Linked DNA regions of Triticum aestivum: region 2 is linked to region 1. The links are chromatin contacts, called in public HiCAR-type maps. All regions are on one chromosome and are shown on one strand. Each heading gives the region's core, a stretch centred on a gene start, on an enhancer-like site or on the middle of the called end of the contact. The rest is flanking DNA. Distances are from core to core; before and after follow the strand shown. Region 1 holds the start of LOC123061020 (TLC domain-containing protein 5). Region 2 holds the start of LOC123061024.

Region 1 (4,295 bases), core at 1,315-3,814:
TGACCATTCATCGGTTTTTATATTTTCTATAATATAGTTCATGAATTTAAAAGCTTAAATTTTAAAACTCGCAACCTAATGAAGCATGCTTTATTTTTAGGGGCTGATCGTCAATTTTAATTAGATCAGCCCGATGATCTTTCTTTCGTTCATATAAATATTATGACAATTTAATAGAAGCTTCACGAGAATGTAAAAGAAAACACTTTGCTTCACGAATCAGTCGCTTTCCGGAGTGTCTTCTCCTCCACGGGTGCAGCTAGGGCAGCTAGTGCCAGGTCCCCGTCGCTCGACGGCAGCCGTCAACACGCAGCAACAAACGACAATGTTCATGCTTAAATACGGTGGGGTGTCGCCACCAAACGAAATTAGTATGGTTCAACTTTGCCACAACCACTCGTACGTGTACCTGATGCAAAATCGAATTTACTCACTCAGTTTGATCAGATTGCACGATTCATAATCGAACTCCCATTATCAGTGGTCAACGTTTTCTGTATTACTTCACCTCATTAAAAAAAAGTCTCATTCCTTCTTCCGCAGGCGCCGGCGCCAATCTGCCCCACCTTCAATAGTCTTTGAGCCGTGGAGGTGCAGTGGATCTTGGCGCCATGCCGGCGGGAGGAACACGTTCTTGTTTTTTGTTAGGCTCAACGTTTTAGTAGGGGCTGTGTGACGGTAGTGATGTCCCTCGGTAGGAATAATGTCTCTTACGTTCTATTCCTACCCTGATGATGCAAATAGTGTCATCGAAGGATGTGTGGATGTGTGTCTCTGTCGGATCTTGCGGAATTCGGTGCTGATCTTCGATGGATCTATTTGATGAAGACATCAATACTACAATTACACCCACGACTCATGCAGCTACATATACTGGACCAATTACTAGAGCTCATGCATGCCAATTAATTATCAGGTACTTTCGTTTCTTGATAAATAATCTAATGTTCATGAGAATATGATGCTGCCTAAATTGTACATATTTTTTTTGCTTACAAATGAGGGGCCTAACTTGAAAAAGAAGGATGAACGTTGGAGCAAGATCAAGCATGGAGATTATGGCATGGACAAGGGGAATAAGAACATAGTTTCAAGTGATGATTTCAGGACTTTGAAACCACTATAATGAGTGCATGAAGGCTCGGAAGAAATATACAAGATGCTATTTCATAAATTTCGTCCAAAGGCTATTATAGGTGCCGCGTCACCTCATTATTGGGCCAGACCCATGTAATTTCAAAATACTTGAGTATATAGGCTATTTTTAGAGTTCGTATGTGTGGTAAAGCAGAGTTAGGGTTGGTCTCGGATCCCTCCTCCAAGGGGTCACGAATTTTCCCCATATTCCTCCATATACATAGCCCTTAGGGCATTATTTAGACTTTTGGTTTTGTTTAGATTAAAGTTCACTATAGCTACAACTCGCGTACTTCGTTTATATTCAACGACCAGATAAGGACGTCACAGAACTCCACTTTCATCAATAAAGCTTTTCTTTTATATTCGCAATATCCATATTACAATCTCAGGTTCGTTTGCTCGCAGGAAATAGACCTTCGTGGTCAGATTGATCGTGCTTCGGCGTGGTCAATAACCCTCGGAAGTTGGTTTAGCGATTGCTAAGGCACGACGTCTCGCACGTTCGTAGTCGGATCGTCAAAGTCGACTCACACAGAAAACGATAGCTATCTCATCGAAACATCGAGACACCTTCGCCTCTATCACTATTTGGATTCAATTTTTGTTTATTTGTTCGTGTGGTTACAGGTTTGATCTTTTCGATCTACTACCTCCATCCTGGTTTATAAGTTCCCTTTGTAATTTGTGCCAAATTCTGACCATGGATTTAACTAATAAAATATCAATGTATGTCACGAAAAATTATATTGTTGCATTCGTATCTGAACATAGTTTTCAATTATATTATTTTTTGCGACATTATTAATATTTTGTTACTTAACTTTAAGATCAAACATTAGCATATAGAATACAAAAGGAACTAATAAATCAGGACGGGTGTAGTACTACTCTTTTCAACGTTGATGGTTGCTGCTCTGATGTGTTGGTCCTTTGGAGCCTTAACACAATGACTTTCTGACTGTCTATAATAATAAGGTTTGTCCGGCTCCGATAAAGGAGGATGGTTTATAGATCTGGCTGTAATTTTTATTATCTCTAGTGTTCTCTGTACTGTCATGATTGATGAATAGATCTTGAAAAAAAAACCTCCCATTATCGGTGTTATCCTATCTGAAGCTTTATTAATCAGCCGACCCGCGTGAGATTTTGCAAGATTCTTTCTAGGGCAGCAAGCGTCCAAAGGCAGACAAGTCTGGTACTACGATGTTGGTAATTGCTCCTGCTTTTTCGAAAAGGACCTCGGTACTACGTTTTTTAGGACCTCCGTACTATTAGTAATTACTTTTAGAAATTATTAGTAGTCCTACTCCTACTGTTTTCAGAAAGGACCAAGTCACTGCGGCCTGGAACTGGACGGATCCCGCATTAATTTCCCAACCATCCTCCTTGAAACCTCCATGATGGTTAATAATGAGGCGGCACACCAATACTCCGCCTATACTGCTGCACATGGCCAACCTCGTGCAGGCTGCGCCCTCTCTTCCCCCCTGCCTCCCACCCTCCTACAGCTAGCCGCACTACATCTTCCTTCGCAGACTGCCTACTCGGCCGGCGGCCATACTTCTCTAGTTTATACTACCCCGGATCCCCTTGCTTTGCGCGCGCTAGTAGGAGTACGCCGCCTGCCGCCATCTCCGTTAGACTAGTCGCCAGCGCCATATGGAGGACTACGGCGGCGTGGCGAGCCTGGTGGCGTCCGGGGTGGTGTTGTGGTCGACGGCGTTCCTGCTGCTGCGGGCGCTGCTCCCCAAGCGCTCCTACGACTTCTGCAACCGCGCGGTCTCCACCATGCACGCCGTCGCCGGCGTCGCCCTCGGCTGCCTCTCCGTGCAGGACTGGGCCTCCCCCGTCTCCCCCGTCGCCTCACCCTCCTCGCCAAGCCAGGTACGCACGCCACGCGCATTATTCGCTGCCTGCTTAACTAATTCTGTTGCTGGTAGTTAGCGCCGTCCTCCCACTCGTCCGACTGTCCGAGTATATATATGATTTGTTAAGCTCAATACGCCGCTTAGTCAAAAAAATGTTGGTCGGGCTGAGAATGTTGACGGATTAGTGATGTCTGTGTGGTGTATAGATTTAAATTCAAAGGCACAAACCGTTGACGCATTATATAACCTTTCATTACAAAGGGAACTTCTAGCAATCCTACCTAGTTCATGTGCAACCACATTCGACTTTATGGGGCAATTCGTCTCATAATATAAAAATGTGTTTGACACCGTGTGTCAAAAATGTTTTTATATTATAAAATGAAGGAAGTACTTAAAAATAGGGCCCGCTCACTCTCTCTGATTTCATTAACCTAAAAACTTTTTCATTTGAAAGTGATATATTACATAAGGTTATGGTCTGCATTTATGTTCTGGGACAAAGTTATGTCGTCATGAATTTTTTAGATCAGATTTAGGTCTTAGGGCATCTCCAACCATATCCTAAATCGGATTATCTATCCATCCATGGACACGAATATAGGAGTCGGTCATTTGCAGGAATATAGGGCACGTCGGTCTGGATGTTTGCGAGAATTATAGGAAACGGTGTCGGTGATGCCCTGGCATCCTTCGGACACCCTATCATGAAAAAAAAAATCCTTTGAACCATATCATGAAAGAAAAACAAATATATAAACCATTTAGTACTCATATAAGGAGTATATCTAAATATTAGGCCCACCATTTGGTGAAATCTGTATCACTCATTGCGCCTACTTCTAGCGCATGTCCTCCATTCGTTTCAGTTTACATTACATTGTGCATTATAGTACTATCTTTTTTAGTTTTTACGTTGCGTGTACTAGACGCTTGATTAGGTCCTGAGTTTTACTCCGTCCACACGTATAGAAGGTTACTCTCCGAATCTCTGAAATCCAAAGACACAAGGACAAGGTCAGGACCGTGCACTGCATCTGCATGCAGAAGTTAATTCACAGAGTAAATGCCATGTATATGTCAGACTTAATTACTCTATCCACTGAAATTTGAACGTGTAGTCATAGTCATGAAGTACGTGCAGACAAATATAAAAAAAGGAAATGCTATCCGGCTGACCTTTGCTGGAAAAGGGATGGCAAACAAATTTAGTTGCAACGCGAGATGAAACTATGAAAGTTTATGCTCGTGTTTCCTCAAAAATTCCTTCGTGTTGTTGTGAAGAAC
Region 2 (4,295 bases), core at 848-3,347, 220 kb after region 1:
TCGGCTCAACCACGCCGGCATAGTCCGTCACCGCATCCAAATGTATCAAGATCTTGTACTAAAGCAGTGTCGGCTCTCTCAATGGCGGCCTCTGCCCGGGCTCTGGCACGGCCAACCAACAAAGTGAGGGGATCGCCTCCGGGTCCGTCGTCCATGCCGTGAGCTTGAAAGACGAGAGGTCGGACCTGTTGCTTGTCTCCGGCGCCACCTCATCCACTAAGCATGACGAGCCCAACAGCTGCTCTGCCACCTCTCGCTCCAAGCATGGGGAGGGATGCCCTCCATCTCCAAATGGACCTTGAACCCCATCAACGCATGCACCGCTTGCTCTTGCCGATTCCATGGCCTGAAGTACAGACGGACCCCATGATGCTCATGGAAAGGCCACGCGCTCACCCTGCTCCAGTGCTCTGCCCTGCCAAACACGACCAGGAAATCTTATGGGTTGTAATTGATTACCGAGACCCACTCCCGATCCACCTCTAACAGCTCCTTGAGCGCATCCAGGACAAACTCTGGCGAAAGGTCTCTCCTTGCACCCCCGGCGTACGCTACCATGGCGAACTGCAGGCGCCGCTCCAAGTCCTCCATGGACTGCGAGCGACGCACCACACAAATGTCCGCCGGCTCCACCGCCTCCAGAGAAGGGTCAGAGCGCACCTCCAGATGTGGGATGAACAGGGCCGGCCAAACTGGCGTCGGCGGTAGACCCTGCCTCACCGACGACGGCGGCGGAGGGGGGGGGGGGGGGAAGCGGCGAGGCCGCCGTGGCGCGAAAGGTAGTCCCCCTCCTATCAGCTTCACGGCGCGCCGACTTGGCCGCCGTCTCGCGCCTCAGATCTTCCACGGCAGACGGACTCCGGGGGCGCTTGCAGTCGCGGAAGCCATGGCCCGGGAGCCCGCATCTGAAACAGGCGATGTCGTTGGTGCAGTCCTTGCGAAAGTGCCCCTCTAGAAGGCAGCGAAAGCACTTGTTCTCCATCTCCGAGGAAACCTCTCTGCGCGGCGGCAGTGAGGGACGCGCCGGCGGAGCGCGAGGCAGAGCCCTCGGCTCCACCTCCAACCCGACGCGACGCTTCTAGAGCGTCTTCTTCGAGGGCGGCGGCCTCACCCACGGCACGCCCCTCTGCCTGGACTCGCCATTGTCAACCGGATCCGGAGCGCCCCTCCCGCCCGACGCCTCCTAGTCGGAAGAGAGGCCAAGCCCCGACACCACTGGCCGCTCTCCGCTCCGGCGAAAGGAGGAGTTGATGGACTGCAGGCTCGCATCCATGGCGCTACGGGGAGGTGGGGGGGGGGGGGGGGGGAGGAAGGGTGGCCGCTGTGGCCGGAGTGGCGGACGACGGGAGGAAGGTGGCCGCCGCCGCCGGAGTGGCGAGCGGAGATTGGGGGGAAGCGCGGGGGGAAGCGCTCGCAGTCAGCGTCCTGCTCGATACGTGAAGCACAACTCGAGGGAGCTGGTTTAAAATTCTAAAATGCTTAACGTCGCATTCAACGCCATTTGTTTGCTGCTCAGACCAGCCCATGCCAGCATTGGCTGAGCGGTCGTCTCCACATAGGGCGTGTTTGGTTCCCTGGGTACGTTCAGACTGCATTGCACGGGGGATGCAGGCTGAATGTGGCCTGGTTGAGCCGATGCAAGAATGAACCAAGATTGGTGTTTGGTGAACCTGTACCACATAGCTGTACGAGGTGCAGATTCTTCTGAATGTCACTGAAATCAGAGAGAAACGGGGATCATTCGACGGCTCTAGACGGTGGGATCTCGCTTGCGGCGGCGCGAGGCAGCCTGACTCGGCGTGCGGTGGCAGGACCTGGTGTGGGGCGGCGCAAGATGACTGGATCCGGCGTGGACGACGAACGAGGACGGTGGCGGCAGCGCTTGACCAGGACGGTGGCGGCGGCGCTTGACCATGGACGGCGGCGACGACGCTTGATGGAGGCAAACGAGGCAGCGGCGCTTGACGACGACGGCGGGCGATGTGGAAGCGGAGCTCACCTCACCACGCGGCGCTTGATGGGGGGCCGGGCCGTCGCTTGACGAGATGCTCTGGCGGACGGCAGCGGCGCTTGGTCTGGACGCGAGACAGAGGGGAGAGGAAGAAAAGCCGACCACCGAGCCTGCACGCGAGAAACGCAAGGAACATGCGTTTCTGCTCAGCCTGGCTGTGAGGCCGTTTTTGCATCCATCGGGTCAGGCCCAGTTAATGCAGGGTGCCAAACATTCAGTATTTGCATGGCGGGTGCGAGCCAGATGCAATACGAGAAACCAAACACGCCCATAGTTCTTTCAGCCAGATCGTCTAAAAAAAAGGTTCTTTCAGCCAGATTTTGCTTTGCTCCAGCTACGGGCGCGATTCTAAAAGAAAAAAAGAAAAGAAAAGAAGCTACGGGCGTTACACTCACCACTCCACTCCACGCTCCTCGGTTCCCCCGCTGCGGAGAAGACAGATAGCAGCGCCGCCGACCTCGCTCCCCTCCCCGCCCCGCCCCGCCCCGCCGTTGGAGAAGCTGGGGGCTGCCGCGGCACCTCCAAGGCTTCCGCTCGCTCCCATCTCATCTGGAGTGGAGAGGGCTGGAGGGGATACATTCAGCTTCAGTCTGTGCCTCATCTCTTCCCCTTGCATTATTGGTAAGGAAAATGCCCTAACCCGCCTTGCTTGGATAAAGGATAGCACCCAGATGCCAGCGGATTTGCTTGGATTGTTCTACGATTGGGGTTTAGCGGCGGCACCACCATGTCCATTCCTTGCCCCCGCATGGGAGAATAGTATCAGGGGAACTTTATATGTTGCCTGCCCAAATCCCTTTGCCTTTGTTGATACGTCTGGTTAAATACAGAATTGGAGTACTAGTTACTGACATGCCATAAAATATTGACAGTGCCTTGCCATACATCATTTTTTCACTGCTGTTGAGACCTGAATAAGCATGCTGGTCAAATGGAGCACCTTCGCATCCTGCCCCCTCGATGCTTTTCGCCCGTTCATCATAGGTATTTTTCTCACCCTTGTGCTTCTAGAAGCACTGACAAGTAAGTTACTCCGCTGGTGGTGTGTTTTGATCATCAGAAAACCATCTTAGGATTTTATTGAGACAATTTCATAGTTATACTAGATAAGAGGTACTACTTTGATTTGGCGTAAAGTGTGAGGTCAGTTGGCGGCCAAACAAATATTGATGGATATTCACAGCTTTTGTCATCCTGTGCATCTGGTTCTGGCAAAAAAAAACCCCCAGTATTTCTTGAGTTAATACATTGTATCTGCTGTTCCGAGCAACTACTATTCAATGAAAAGCTTTCATGGATCAGTTGTCCACCCATTTAGTGATGAGCAAACTTACCAAGTTGCACATTGCTAGTATTATTTCTTATAGTAGGTTCTGTTACTATATCATGTGTCAATTCTTATTTGATAATTTATTTATAGCAGTGTATGTTAGTTTGATACTGTAATTGTTTACTGCCAGAATCCTCTGCTCTCTTATTTCCACATTCATACTGCCACAGAAATATGGTTCTTAAGTATACTATACTAGTGTATTAAAAAGGGCAACCTGGTGCATGTAGCTCCCGCTTGCGCAGGGTCCAGGGAAGGGTCCGACCACTTTGGGTCTATAGTACGCAGCCTTTCCCTACATTTCTGTAAGAGGCTGTTTCCAGGACTTGAACCCATGACCTCATGGTCACAAGGCAGTAGCTTTACCACTGCGCCAAGGCTCCCCTTCATACTATACTAGTGTATTCAGTATGATAAATCAACACAGTTGTGCTTTTGAATTCATTTGAATTTCCATATTAGGTATCCCCTATTAAGCATATCCTTAAAATTTCCATTACTCTCTGCAGTGCTGTTGGCGGCTGCGTACATCCATGTGCCAGCCACTGCTATTGTTGCTGTTCCAAGTTCTCATTGTTATACCTTCGACAGTGATAGCCACCTTGTTGACTTCGTATCCTTATAATCCCACTACTCATTCGCCTACTTAGAAACTACAGCAGGTTCTTTCATACCATTATCTCCTCAGCTGTTGCTAGACACACCTGTCCGGGAAGAATTTTGAATACAACGAGGAGGTAATTTATCATACGTTCATTACAAGTTATTCTGAAAAACCATATAGTCTACTTGCATGTATCCCGTCTCACCGGAAGTGTATCCAGTTACACTAACACTGCGTTGTCATTATCAGGGCTCAGTAACTTCTGACTTGGTTGTCCAGTTATGCAAAGATGTTCAGAGAAGGTCTCAGGCGGTATGTATTATGTCATTTTTTGTATCAATGATCTATGG

Evidence for each region. HiCAR-type assays count read pairs that join an accessible place to other places.
Region 2: a HiCAR-type map of leaf shows a contact between it and region 1, with 4 times the contacts expected there. The contact joins the promoter of LOC123061024 here to the promoter of LOC123061020 in region 1. A contact is called at or near these places in 2 of 5 Hi-C or Micro-C datasets (both in leaf) and 1 of 1 datasets of contacts at active chromatin or transcription factors (leaf).

What each region holds. Positions count from the first base shown.
Region 1 is chr3A:219,511,606-219,515,900 of IWGSC CS RefSeq v2.1, forward strand. LOC123061020 (TLC domain-containing protein 5) reads left to right here and starts at 2,565. Exons shown (of 5, transcript XM_044483910.1): 1 at 2,565-3,024. The coding sequence starts at 2,800.
Region 2 is chr3A:219,735,361-219,739,655 of IWGSC CS RefSeq v2.1, forward strand. It overlaps LOC123061024, which reads left to right and starts at 2,098. Exons shown (of 19, transcript XM_044483921.1): 1 at 2,098-2,632; 2 at 2,884-2,995; 3 at 3,851-3,954; 4 at 4,040-4,078; 5 at 4,195-4,257. The coding sequence starts at 2,932.